Regions from separate parts of the Zea mays genome. Here region 1 is linked to region 2. The links are chromatin contacts, called in public Hi-C maps. All regions are on one chromosome and are shown on one strand. Each heading gives the region's core, a stretch centred on a gene start, on an enhancer-like site or on the middle of the called end of the contact. The rest is flanking DNA. Distances are from core to core; before and after follow the strand shown.

Region 1 (6,356 bases), core at 1,691-4,190, 170 kb after region 2:
TGTCGTTGTTCACGTGAAGCATTGATGGAGCTCCACGCGTCCCGGCGACTGTTGATGGCGTGTCGTAGATCTTTCGGCGGGTGAGTGAGGGGTAGAAGGTGATTGGCTGCTTGAGTGAACAGCCGTCGATGGCCCTCGGCGTCAGGAGTCTGAGGGAGGCCATCAGCTATTCGAGCCAGCACCCCTCAGACTTCACTCGGCGTGTTCATGGCTCGGGCGAAGTTTGGGTTCAGGTTGCGCCCGAAGAGTGGATTTTCCCGACGCTGCCTTGTCTCCTGCTCGGCCTGTTCTTGAGCCCGTCGACGATCACGCCGTCGGGAATTCCTTCGCTCCCTGAAGACACGTTCCTTCGGAGTTTCTCCTATCTCTGAGACCTTGTCTCGCGATACAGGCTGCACCGGGTCCCGCTCTCCGGCCTCGTAATGTCACCGGATATTTCGGCGTCGGTTCCTTCGTCGGCGGGATTCCCACTGAGGAGGTTCCTCTCCGGGTGCAGTCGGCTCATTGTCGGAGATGGGGGGCGACTCCACTCTCCCGATGAAGAGGACGTCGGGGTAGAATGGAGTAGCTGTCACGGCAATCTTCTTTCTATTCTCCTTTGAGAGCGGAGGCACAGAAAGATCAGCTTGATGATCCTTTGCTTCTATTTTCCTTGTGATCCGTATCCATTCTCTCGTCGGAGAGGTGGACAGCGGAGTTCTCCGAGCTGAAGGACCCTCAGCCCTTGTATCGCTGGAGGTGATCTTTTTTAGGAGCGCTGGAGGTTGCGCTTTTTCCTGCCTCGCCCCGATTTTCTCGGAGATTTCTGAGGAAGGCTTTCTCTCAGGCGGATTCGCGAGGCGATGCAGAGTTCCCTCCTCATCCACTACAGATGAGATAGTACCGAAGCAGAATATGGATCCGGGACAGAGGATGATCTTGTGCTGGAAGGTGACGGCCATTGAGCTAGCTTGGATTGATGACACACCCCCTACCTGGCGCGCCAGCTATTGGTGTTTCGGGTCCGACCGTGCACCTAGGGTTACCCCCCAAGGTGCTTTTTAGGAGTAGGACGGTGTTACCGACTGTAGCTCGATGGTTCGTGCTGGGCGCACGAGAAATAGTAGACAATGATGTACAGGTTCGGGCCGCTTTGAGATGCGTAACACCCTACGTCCTGGCTGAAATGCTTTATGCGATGGGTTACAAGGGAGCTCTATAGTGCTGGAAAACGTAGAGAGCGGGATGGATGGCTAAGTGATGAATGATGTCTCTCTCGATCGTCTTGAAGGGGTGCCCCCTAGGCCTTATATACTCGACCGTGGGGCATTACATGTGGATATGATAACAACGTGAGCCAGAATAATAGTGAACTAACTGAGTCTGTCTTCCTATAATTCAGCCGACTCATCCTCGCCCAGTTCCGATGTACGGGGCTCCTGTGCGGGAAGGTCGGGTCACTGCTGTGATTACTGCTCGGATGTTGTTGGGCCGTCTAGTTTGCACCGACCCGGCCTTGTGCTGATCTGTCTCACTGGTCGCTCCTCCCAGGCCCACGAGAGGGATGACCTTACGAATTATGGGGCCTTTGGGCCTTTCGTGAGGTCTTTTATCCTTCTAGTGGACCCGGGGGATATCTGTCCCCCACAGCCTGGGGTCGGGCGAGGCGAAGATCTTCTTGCGAGGCCGAGTCTGGGGCCGAGGCCTGAGGTCGGGCGAGGCGGAGCTCCCTGTTGCGCCCGAGGCCGAACTCGTGGGAGATCGTGACTCAGTTTTATCCTGGTGGTCGGCACGGTAGCCGGAGCGGGACGAACAGCGCTGTTTTCCTGTCAGATCGGTCAGTAAAGGGGCGAAGTGACTGCGGTCACTTCGACCTTGCCGACTGAGGCACGCGTGTCAGGATAAGGTGTCAGGCGATCCCCGCATTGAATGTGCATGCGATACGGTCGGCTGGTAAGGCGATTTGGCCGAGGTCGCTGCACGACAAAGTCTGCCCGAGCTGGGCTTCGGGCGAGCCGAGGGTGCGTCTGCTGACTGAGGGGACCCTCGGGCGAGGCGTGAATCCGTCCGGGACTACTGTTCCCACCCGAGGTGGGCTCGGATGAGGTTGCGTCCCTTGGTAGACGTGGCCCTGACTTGAACCGTGCTTTATCAGCCGTGTATGGTTTGTTCTGAAGATGTTTTTCGGTCGTGTTTAAGAGCATTGGGGGTACCCCTAATTACGGTACCCAACACTGGTAAAAGAATGTACGGAGGATTGGAGAGAGAGAGAGGAGGAGGTGGAATAAAGTGAGCCTCAACCAAAGAATTTATCTCAATTCTTGAATGATACTAGCGTCAAGATCTGTGACGCCGACCTCATGGCTCTTGGCATCAAGGTACCCCCACGTCGATGCCACTGTGGTGACCACTGTGGTTATGGCATGCTAGCTCGGTGTCGTAGGTCAAAATGAATTTAATGCCCCAAAATTTTAAATGTGAACTTTTGAAGAAAAATGGTTAAATTAAAAAAAAAACAAGGTATAGGTTGTGCACGTGGCGTGAACCACTAGTATATATTTGGGCGTATTTGGGATGAACGCTTGAGGTCAACAAATGTCGAGGAATTATGTTTGGTAATTTAACTAAGGTTTAGCAACAAAAAATCCTAGTATTGAGAAGTGACATATATATTTGTCTAGATAGGATTCAAATTGTTATAATCATAGCCTTAGGTTGTCCGCAGACTGTCATATAAAATAGGAGATTAATATTATAGATGATACTGTTTGTAGAGTGAAGTTTGAGATATAGGATGAGATAGGATAGCTGTTGAAGATAGGCTTAATCCATAGATAATTCGAGGCCTTAAGCAGCATATGTAAAAATGGGTTTCTCTCATCATCATTGGGCCTAAAATCAGCCTCCTGTGAAACCAAATTGGACCCACACCCACTCAAGAGTCAGTATAGGCCCATTAAGCACATGAACCCTGCTAAAATTGCAACGAATGCTACCAGAGTACCAGACACACCATCTGCCGTGTGTTGTGTGTAGCACCGTAGTTGCCAAGTTGTGATGCTTGATGTCTCAAACAACGCTCGCTGATTTTTTTTTAGTGTAACGTGTCTTGGTGACGATGAAGTGCTTGTTGCAGGTGTTCAGAGATGCAGCTTCTGTGGTAAACCTCATTTTAGTTAGAGAAGTATCATCAATTTTGTGTACGTATTGTGATTTAAAAAAGTGCTATCTTTGTGACAAAATTGTGAATGTTTAAAAAAAAGGCCACAGTTCCTTGTTTGGGCAATTGACGACACACGGCCACACGGGCACGGGCAGGAACAAACAACAAGCTAGCTAGGTTGCCCGATGGAGGGTCGGCAAGACGCACATGCACAGCAGCGAGGGCCTCGCGACACACCCATCCGCCCGCACGCCGTCTCACTGCTACAAACGCACAAAAAGAACCGCGAATCCCAGGAGCAACTGGTTTTCACAGATGACCAGGACGCGCGGTGCAGGCATCCTGCGGCAAGCGTCACATGGCGAGCCCAACGGCTCAGGGGCAGCGCGCATGTGGCTTCGGTCCTCGGCCATCGCCCACAGGCTGCGCACTGCGCACATGGTTTGCGACGCGGAGCCGCTCAAAGTCTCCGGCCGCCGAGATGGGTGCGAATACGGCCGGGACCGAGGCAGGCACAGGCATAGGCCCAGGGCAACTGCCACTAGCAGTAGCAGCTCATTCAAGGCGCACGCAGCTGCTCGCCCCTCAACGAATCCTCGAGAGGTGGGAGGACTGTTGGTGTTGGGGGAGTGCACCTTGGCAATGGTCCTCCACCCAAGACCATGTTCAATATTTCATCTATATTATTATCCAAAACCCTGTTTTAAATTATAGTCTACATTGTTCGTTGAGTGAAGTTTAAATATAGCTATGAAGAATTGAGGATTGGTAAGCTGTTAGCCTAATGAGTTGAAGCGTCCCGATCCTCTGGGACTCAAATGTGAAACAATTACTAGTCTCATGAGGCTAGTAAACACATTCCTTACTTCAAATAGTACAGAGTTCGAATAAAAGTTATTACAATACCAAACTACAAGCTCTAATGAGCCTAAAATACAAAGCGCAGCGGAAGATAAACTAGCCCAAGCCACAGGTGGGTGCAGACACAACCCCTTCTAGTCGAGCATAGCAGAAAAGAAGTCTTCAACTGCTGAAAAACATAAATAAATCTGGGTGAATACACTAAGTATTCCACAAGCCCATCTCACCCGTAAGGAGGGAGGGACCTATATAATAAATGCTTTATATGGTGGAGTTGAAGTGTATCGCCCTGAATTTGAGAGTTAAATTTTTTTTCTTTCTCCAGCACTCCCCAAATTCGGGTGTTATCTTTCCTCTTTCTTTTTCTTCTCGCTACGCTTTGTTCTTTTTCTAAAGTTCTAGCGAGAATTAGCTCGATACCTTGTGTAAGTAAACCCTAAAAATATTTTCTTTGGTTGTTGCATAATACCGGACCATGATTTTCTTGCTTGTGGTTGAGTGATTTGTGAAAGTATTTTGGAGTGGAGTTTAGAGCTAAATAGGAAAAGGGAAAAGGGAAATTCCCTCTTCCCCCCTTGGGCCGGCTTCCCCCATAGCGCGGCCTGCCCCTCCCCACCCCCCCCCCCCCCCCCCCCCCCCGCGCGGCCCAGCTCGCCCCCTCCCCCTCCTCGCCTTGGGCCAGCTCGGCAGCCCAGCTCCCCCCCCCCCCCCGCACCCCCACGCGCTCCGTGTGCGCGGGCGGTTAGGACCTCCGCCGCCGCCTCTCTGGTGGGCCCCGTCCGTCAGCCGCCCCTTCCCCAAACCCCTCTCTCTCTCTCTCTCCCCGTGCCCCCTCGCGCACGTCTCCTTCCCCCGCCCGACCTCGCTCTCGCTCCGGTGCCACCCTCGCCCCACGCGGTAAGTCCCTCCCCCTCCCCTCCCTCCCCTTCTCCAGCCGTCGTCCCCGACGCGCTCGGCCCCGCCCGGCTCGGCGTGGCCGTGGCGCTCGCGCCCGCCTCGACGGCCCCCTCCCCCGCAGCGTGCCCAACCTCCCCTACCCGGCCTCGGCGCCCCTCGGCGCGGCGTGCTCGCCCTCACCCGCGCTCGCCCCGACCTCCCCGGCGCGCCCGTCCTCGCCCTTCCCGGCGCACTCCCCTCCCCAGCTTTAGCCACTGCGAGACCTTCTTCCTTTTCTTTCCAGCAATTGCGAATGCAAAATCGTATGTCATATTTTATGCATATTTGACTTATCTGCTCTCTTGTATGGTGTACTGTTTATTTACTAATTCAAATGGATGGATGTATGTTTGCGCTCGCATAGATAACGGTCTGGTTGAGGAATCCGAAGAACTCATAGGAGAAGCCCCTGAGCAGCAGCTGGTTGGTGGAGGCAAGTGTCCCTTGACCCACTGTTGGGGCGAAGGCGAAGACGCCACCCTTCGCTCGATGCCTTCGCCGTCCTCGCTGCACCAACGGAGACAAGACAACGGGTAGACTCACCCTTCGTCCCACACGTCACCGGACGAAGACCTGTGACGAGGTCGTCTCATCTTGCGACCTCGTCCAGCATGGAGGCCCACGTGTGATCCAGCCCATTGTAACAGGCCCTGCGTGGCCACTGCGCATTACAGGCCTAATTTGTAAAGGTCTCCCTGTAATTACGGTCTGTAACCCCGCTTTATGGGAATATTCCGGGGACAACCTAGGTGTCTGAGGGCACATGCGTCCTTAACACTGGACGCTGGGCACTCAGATACCTATAAATACCCCCGCACAGTGCCCTTGAGAGGCTAGATTAACAGAGCTATTGCCATCTCGAGCAAAAACCCTGTTTATGTTGCTACACTCCCCCGTTGGATCAGCTTGCACCGGAGAGCAAGTTCCAACACCCACTTATGTCCTATACAATTCTATAATTCACTTTCCGTATTTACACAGTTTATACTTAAGGATTGACTAGCTTTTGTTATCCATGTCCTTGCTTACCTATTTGGGTTGGATTATTATGGTTTAGCTTTATGCTAGTGCTTAACATTAATCAATGAACATGGTGAGATTTATCTATGATACGTTGTTTTCCTTCTTATTTATGATATACTTGTGGCAATTAAGGGGACTCGAGCGGTTTCTCGAGTGCCTCTCCGTAAGGACGTGTTCGTTGGATGACCGCCCGGGAAAACAGTGCAACCATGAGGGTGGAATGGGACGCCCTTAGCTGAATAATTAGAGGAACCGGGGTGTAGTTCGCTTAGCTGCCGTGCCGTTAATGGGGCTCGGTGTATGCGGCTCGCTCTGCCAAGGTTGGTTCGCCCCTTGGGGAGGAGTGCGGTGCATTTAGGAAACCTAACGGGTGGCTACAGCCCTAAGGAATCTT
Region 2 (6,266 bases), core at 729-3,228:
CTTTTATATAGATACGTATTTTACACTACCTCCGATCTTGAATATTTATTGTCTGTTAGTTCATTTTTGAACTAAAACACGACAAATAAAAAGAAGGGATGGAGTATTTTTTTAATACCTAGTTCGCGATCTAAACGAGCTAGCTCAATTTTCTAAACAAATCAAGTTTAGTGGAGCTAAACAGAACTGACTTATTAAATAACGAGCCAAATTAAATTGTGGCTCTTTATCTTAATCAAAATGTTTAGTTGGCTTCAATCCGAAACGACTTCTATTGTTTCTACATTGTTTATCTCTAAGTATTGCAGTTGCAGTTGTCCAAACAACTGACTTTAATCCGAAACAAACAGCCTGAATGAATCGAGTTTGCTTATCATGGCACAATGTTGTATATACAGTTCTCTTAACTCTAATTTAAAACAACATTACGGGTTTGTTTGAGAGCAAATGTAACTGAGGGATTCAGAGAGTCAAAATCCCTTACTATTCATTTTGGTCCCCTCAATCACATTCATTACCCTAGTCCCATACGAACCCTAAAGGCTAGTTTGAGAGGCACAACTAGCCCTAAATGTTAAAAGTAGGACACGTGATTGCGGAACTGATCGTATCTTGTATTTTGTATTATACTATGGACTCATTCAAGTCGAAGAATTCAGATATCTACGAGCGCATATTTAAATTAGAAGGTCATCATGTAAACAACCCTGACCAACAAAGATTGCCGGCCTTCTTCGATGGATTGAATGCGTCCAACGAACATTTTCTATGTGGTACTGTAATCACAATAAAGTGATGCTTTCTCTATCGACGTGATCCCGGTAGCTAATACTAATACACAAAACTAAGTAATACATAATTTGGATGTTTTTTTTCACATTCCTAGTTAGTCCTGGTCAATCAAAATCAAATAGATTTTCAGTCAGAGGATACCGGCCGCGCACTACTAGCTAGAAGGGAATTTCGGTCTAGAGGTATGTTTATATTATCTTAATCTAACAAGGATCATGTTTATAAGGTGTTTGGGTCATTATCAGACATCAGCTGATGTTAAACAATGGGTCGTGGCCGGTTTCTGCAACTAACCCCGTATACTCCAAAAGATAGAAACTGCACAAGACACGGACAACCTTTTGAAAGAATATTTTAAGGAGGATGTTCTTTCTTTTTTAAAATTTCAATTAGCAAACATGTCTTTATATTGCAACAGGCGTATGCCTTGTTGTGGGATCACATGTAACTAGTCATCTTTGTTTAATTGGACTTGGTCTCATCTTATTTTAATTAAATTAAACAGATCTTAAGATCTTCCCTCAAAAAAATAAACATCAAGATCCATAATAAAATGCTAACTGGAAAATAAAATGCTAGAGAGACATTATAGGGGCTTCGGACAGCCTCTGCTGATAAAATAGCGAGCTACAGTAGATCGTATGTGCATGTTGAACATGCACGAGGCATGATTGCATATCGTGTATATAGTTATGTAAAACGTTGTTTGTAATGTTAAGTTTAAATAGGAGGTGAAATAGAGAATAAGATAAGAGAGCTGCTGAAGATAGCCTCAGCGAAGAGATTTTAGTATTTTACAACTTCGAAGTATAATTGAAGTGTTGTTTGTAGAAGGATAGTGTAACATTTCACTCAAATCCCACTTGCCAAAAATCACAACTTTCTACAAAAAGAAATTGGTGTATGCTTGGTGACATGCTCATCTAGAAGTTATTCAGTCGAGTTTGGCCCAAAAACCATAACTAGATCTAATTTATTAATTATGGGCAGGAGTTTAGATCATCTATCTCAACATTATTAAATATCCGAGTTGCTTCTTATGAGATTTTACTTGATTGATATTCATATAGCAATATTTATTTTGAATAAAATTATCCATATGTGTCTTTGTGCATTGAGAAGAGTACGAGATGGTCGAACTGGAGAGTATAGAAAGTGAGCCCAACAGGCCAGATCCGGCCACAAAAGCTGGCATTTCTACCAGCAAACCGCATGGGGCATGGCCCAAGCATGTGGCCAGACCCCGACACTGCAATCTATATGCCCTCATTTTTCTCTCATGCACTAAAGTGGGCCCTCTGTCCGAAGTGGACTTGCTGCCTGCTCTACGATTTTTTTTTTTTTGCATTTTGGCACTTTCTCGAAAAAAAAATAACGTTTGGATCCTAGAAAATTTTAGTGTCATTTTTGGACCATTTGCTCGACGTCATAGGCTATGGCGCCGAAGTAACACAGCTCGGCGCCATAGGCTGTACCGACTGAGCTAGACAGGCTTTGTGGTTAAACAACCGAGCTCGGCGTCATAGATCTTAGCGTCGAGCTCGGTGTCACGTCGGCGCCACGGCGTCCGATTGTGCCAGCGCAGCACGTACCTCGGCGCCATAGCCTATGGCGGCGAGCTGTGTTACTTCGGCGCTATAGCCTATGGCGCCGAGCAAATGATCCAAAAATGACATTAAAATTTTCTAGAGTCTAAACTTGATTTTTTTTCTCGAGAAAGTACCAAAATGCAAAAAAAAATCGGCCTGCTCTACGTCCCAAGTCTGGTAGTGGTAGTTCTCATTGTTGAAGACAAGATAACGCTTTTAGAAGCGCCAACTGCCAAGATAGAAAAAAAAACCCGAATATTTTGTAAGTGATTTTTATTCGCCTGTTCGTTCATTTGGTAATTCGATTTTTCTAAGTGTTTATTTATTTATTTTTTTGAAAAATAAAGTAATTTCTCTTAAAAATAGAAACCCTTTAAACATTATGGTTGCCAAACTAGCTCTAAAACAAAAAATTTCTGCTACCTGTGCTAGCAAAATCCATGATCAACGGAATATTTTCTGATCCTTGGCTACGTAATAGCGTAGGCGCCCATTTGCTGGCATCTGATCTGAGGAGAAGGGACAGTGAGCGATGGGCCGTAGCAGGGGCGGAGCCAGGATTGTGATATAAGGGAGGCGATCAATTCATCAATATTATATAATAAAAATATTGTATAGTAAAAATATTGTACAATTGTCGGGTATCGTAATTAGGGGTATCCCTAACACTCCTAAACATTTCTGGTAACCACCATCAGCATAAGCTGCAGAGACTGATGGGTACGATTCAGGTCAAGGCTTCGTCTAGTCAAGGGACACGATCTCGCCTCGTCCGAGCCCAGCCTCGGGCGGAAACAGTAGTCCCAGACGAATTCACGCCTCACCCGAGGGCCTCCTCAAGCAACGGGCGCACCCTCGACTCGCCCGAAGCCCAGCTCGGGGCAGGCTTCGTTGTGAAGCAACCTTGGCCGAATCGCCTCACCAACCGACCGTATCGCAGGCGCATTCAATGCAAGGATCGCCTGACACCTTATCCTGACACACGTGCCTCAGTCGGTAAGGTCGAAGTGACTGCAGTCACTTCGACCTTCCACTGACTGACCTGACAGGAAAACAGCGTCGCTCGCCCCGCTTCGACTGTTGTGCCACCCGCCAGGGTGAGGCTGATAACAGCTAAGTTCAGCCTCAGGCGCAACAGGAAGCTTCGCTTCGCCCGACCTTGCGCCTCGGCCTCAGGAGGAGGTCTCTGCCTCGCCCGACCCTAGGGCTCGGCCCCCACCTCAGCCTCGGAAGGTGGTCTCCGCCTCGCCCAACCCCAGGGCTCGGCCCCAACCTCGGCCTCGGAAGATGGTCTCCGCCTCGCCCGACCCCAGGGCTCGGCCTCAACCTCGACCTCAGGAGGAATCGTGTCCTCGCCCGACCCCGGCCTCGGCCTCAGGAGAAGTCTCCGCTTCGCCCGACCTTGGGCTCGGACCGACCGCGCCACGGGGATACATCATTACCCTACCCCTAGCTAGCTCAGGCTACGGGGGAACAAGACCGGCGTCCCATCTGGCTCGCCCCGATAACAAGTAATGATGGCTCCCCGCGTGCGTCCATGACGACGGTGGTTCTCAGCCCCCTACGGAAGCAAGGAGACGTCAGCAAGCTCCTAGCAGCCCCAACAGCTGTGCTTCTACAGGGCTCAAGCGCTCCTTCGACGGCCACGATACCGCGTACACAGGGCTCAGGCACCTCTCTGTCGGACACGTTAGCGCATAGCTACACCCCCATTGTATACCTGGACCCTCTCCTTGCATCTATAAAAGGGAGGTCCAGGGCCTTCATGCGAGAGGGTCGCGCGGGAGAACGGGCTGACGAACAGGCTCACTCTCTCTCCCTCGTGAGCGCTTGTAACCCTTACTACGAGCGCATCCCCCGGCACAGGATAACACGAGCCACGTTTTCCCCCTTGTGTTCCATCTTGCGCCAACCCATCTGGGCTGGGACACGCAGCGACAAATTTACTCGTCGGTCCAGGGACCCCCCTGGGGTCGAAACGCCGACAGTTGGCGCGCTAGGTAGGGGCCTACTGCGTGTTAACGAGCAACTTCCCGTTGAGTTCCAGATGGGGAGTCTTCAGCAACCTCTTCAGCCCGGGACGGTGCTCCGCTTCGGGAGTCTCGAGTTCATGTCCCTCGACGGCAGCTACGACATGGTACTCCTCCCCCCACAGCGCGACAGCAGCCACGACGGTCGTCAGCTCGCCCGGCGGCGGCGAACTCGACGACGTCTCCCTCCCATGGCGGAAGAGCAGCATCCGGGTCTGTCCCGCCACCCTCCTCGCCACAGGAGGAGGAGGAGACGGGGCAACCGTGGCCAGGCAGGAGGCGGCACCTCGTCGGCTGTCGAGCGAGTCGGCATTGTCCTCGCGCCTGAGACAATGGCGAATGTCGTTTCCCCGCAACATGCCAACCCCAAGCGGACAGATGACGCCAGCACACTCGTGAAGGGCTTGCTGGGCGTTAGCCTTGTACCTGAGATAATGGTGCAGTCCGTCCCCGACGCGACTTCGCCACCGTCCATCGATCAAGAGGTACCGTCCGTCTTCCACCCTATGCCTTTTAGATTCAGCTTTGATCCACCAAGCGATCCCGCTTCGGTGAACGCTTTCATAAAGGCATATCCGAACCTTCTGGGGTACCATATGTGGTCATCCTGGGACCGACTGACGGCCGTATCAACCTACGGGCCCCCGGGTTCCGAGGAAGAAGACGAGCCCGACTCTGGTTGGGATTTCTCTGGGCTCGGTAATCCTAGTGTCATGCGAGACTTCATGACCGCATGTGAATACTGCCTCTCTGATTGCTCTGGTGATGGCCACAGCCTTGACGACGAGGGTTGTGGCCCAAGTCGCGAATATTTCCACGTCGATCTAGGGGGTCACGACGAAGGCAACCACCTTGGTATGCCGGAGGACGATGATCCCCCTGGGCCTGCGCCTCGCGTTGACATCCTGCGGGAGCTAGCTGTGGTCCCAGTCCCTGCGGGGGGTCAGGACACACAGCTCGAGCAAATCCGCGAGATGCAGGCCAAGCTCGACGAGGAAGCATGGCAACTTGTGCAGCTCCGGCAAAACATCGAGCAGGAGTGGGCAGGCCGAGCACTCGCCGGGGAAGCGCGTCATCAGGCCCGGGACGTCCAGCGCCGTATCGCTGACGATGCCAGGGCAAGTCTGCCCCCGGCCTCCAGTGGGGTCGGCCAGAATCTGGCTGCAGTGGCTATACTACTCCGAGCGATGTCGGAGCCATCCACCACCGAGGGGCGGCGTATCCAGGGAGAACTCAAGAATCTCCTGGAGGATGACACGGTCCGACGGGCCGAAAGCTCTGCCTCCCGAAGGCAAGGGTGCCCCCGGAGCATCGCGCAACGACTTCCCGACTCATGTGGGAGGCCTCCGTCCACATCGGGCGCACGCGGGACACGACACCTGCAGCCTCGGATCGCCTCGGCAACGAGCACCACCGCCGCGACCGTCAAGCCCGCCTCGACGAGAAGGTGCGCCGAGGCTACCACCCCAGACGTGGGGGACGCTACGATAGCGAGGAGGATCGGAGCCCCTCGCCCGAACCCCCTGGTCCACAAGCGTTCAGCCAGGCCATACGACGGGCGCCGTTCCCGACCCGGTTTCGGGCCCCGACTACCATCACCAAGTACTCGGGGGAAACAAGGCCAGAGTTGTGGCTTGCGGACTACCGGTTGGCCTGCCAGCTGGGTGGAACGGACGATGACAACCTCATCCGCAACCTCCCCCTGTTTCTCTCCGACGCCGCCCGGGCCTGGTTGGAGCATCTGCCTCCTACGCAGATCTCCAACTGGGATGACCTGGTCAAGGCTTTTGCTGGAAACTTTCAGGGCACGTACGTGCGCCCTGGGAACTCCTGGGATCTCCGAAGCTGCCGCCAG

What was found. A called contact is a pair of places that touch in the nucleus more often than the background predicts.
Region 1: a contact with region 2 is called in a Hi-C map of ear, with 2.3 times the contacts expected there. The contact joins two enhancer-like sites. A contact is called at or near these places in 2 of 25 Hi-C or Micro-C datasets (ear and leaf).

The regions. Positions count from the first base shown.
Region 1 is chr7:104,800,936-104,807,291 of Zm-B73-REFERENCE-NAM-5.0, forward strand. No RefSeq gene overlaps it. Among protein-coding and RNA genes, the nearest start is that of LOC103632654, 54 kb to the right of the region's middle. Within about 2 kb of position 2,941, at least 19 of the 20 cell types and tissues checked have an H3K27ac peak or open chromatin away from gene starts, as enhancers often do. A contact at or near this core is called in ear and leaf, where this site is marked.
Region 2 is chr7:104,628,578-104,634,843 of Zm-B73-REFERENCE-NAM-5.0, forward strand. No RefSeq gene overlaps it. Among protein-coding and RNA genes, the nearest start is that of LOC100272233, 150 kb to the left of the region's middle. Within about 2 kb of position 1,979, at least 16 of the 20 cell types and tissues checked have an H3K27ac peak or open chromatin away from gene starts, as enhancers often do. A contact at or near this core is called in ear and leaf, where this site is marked.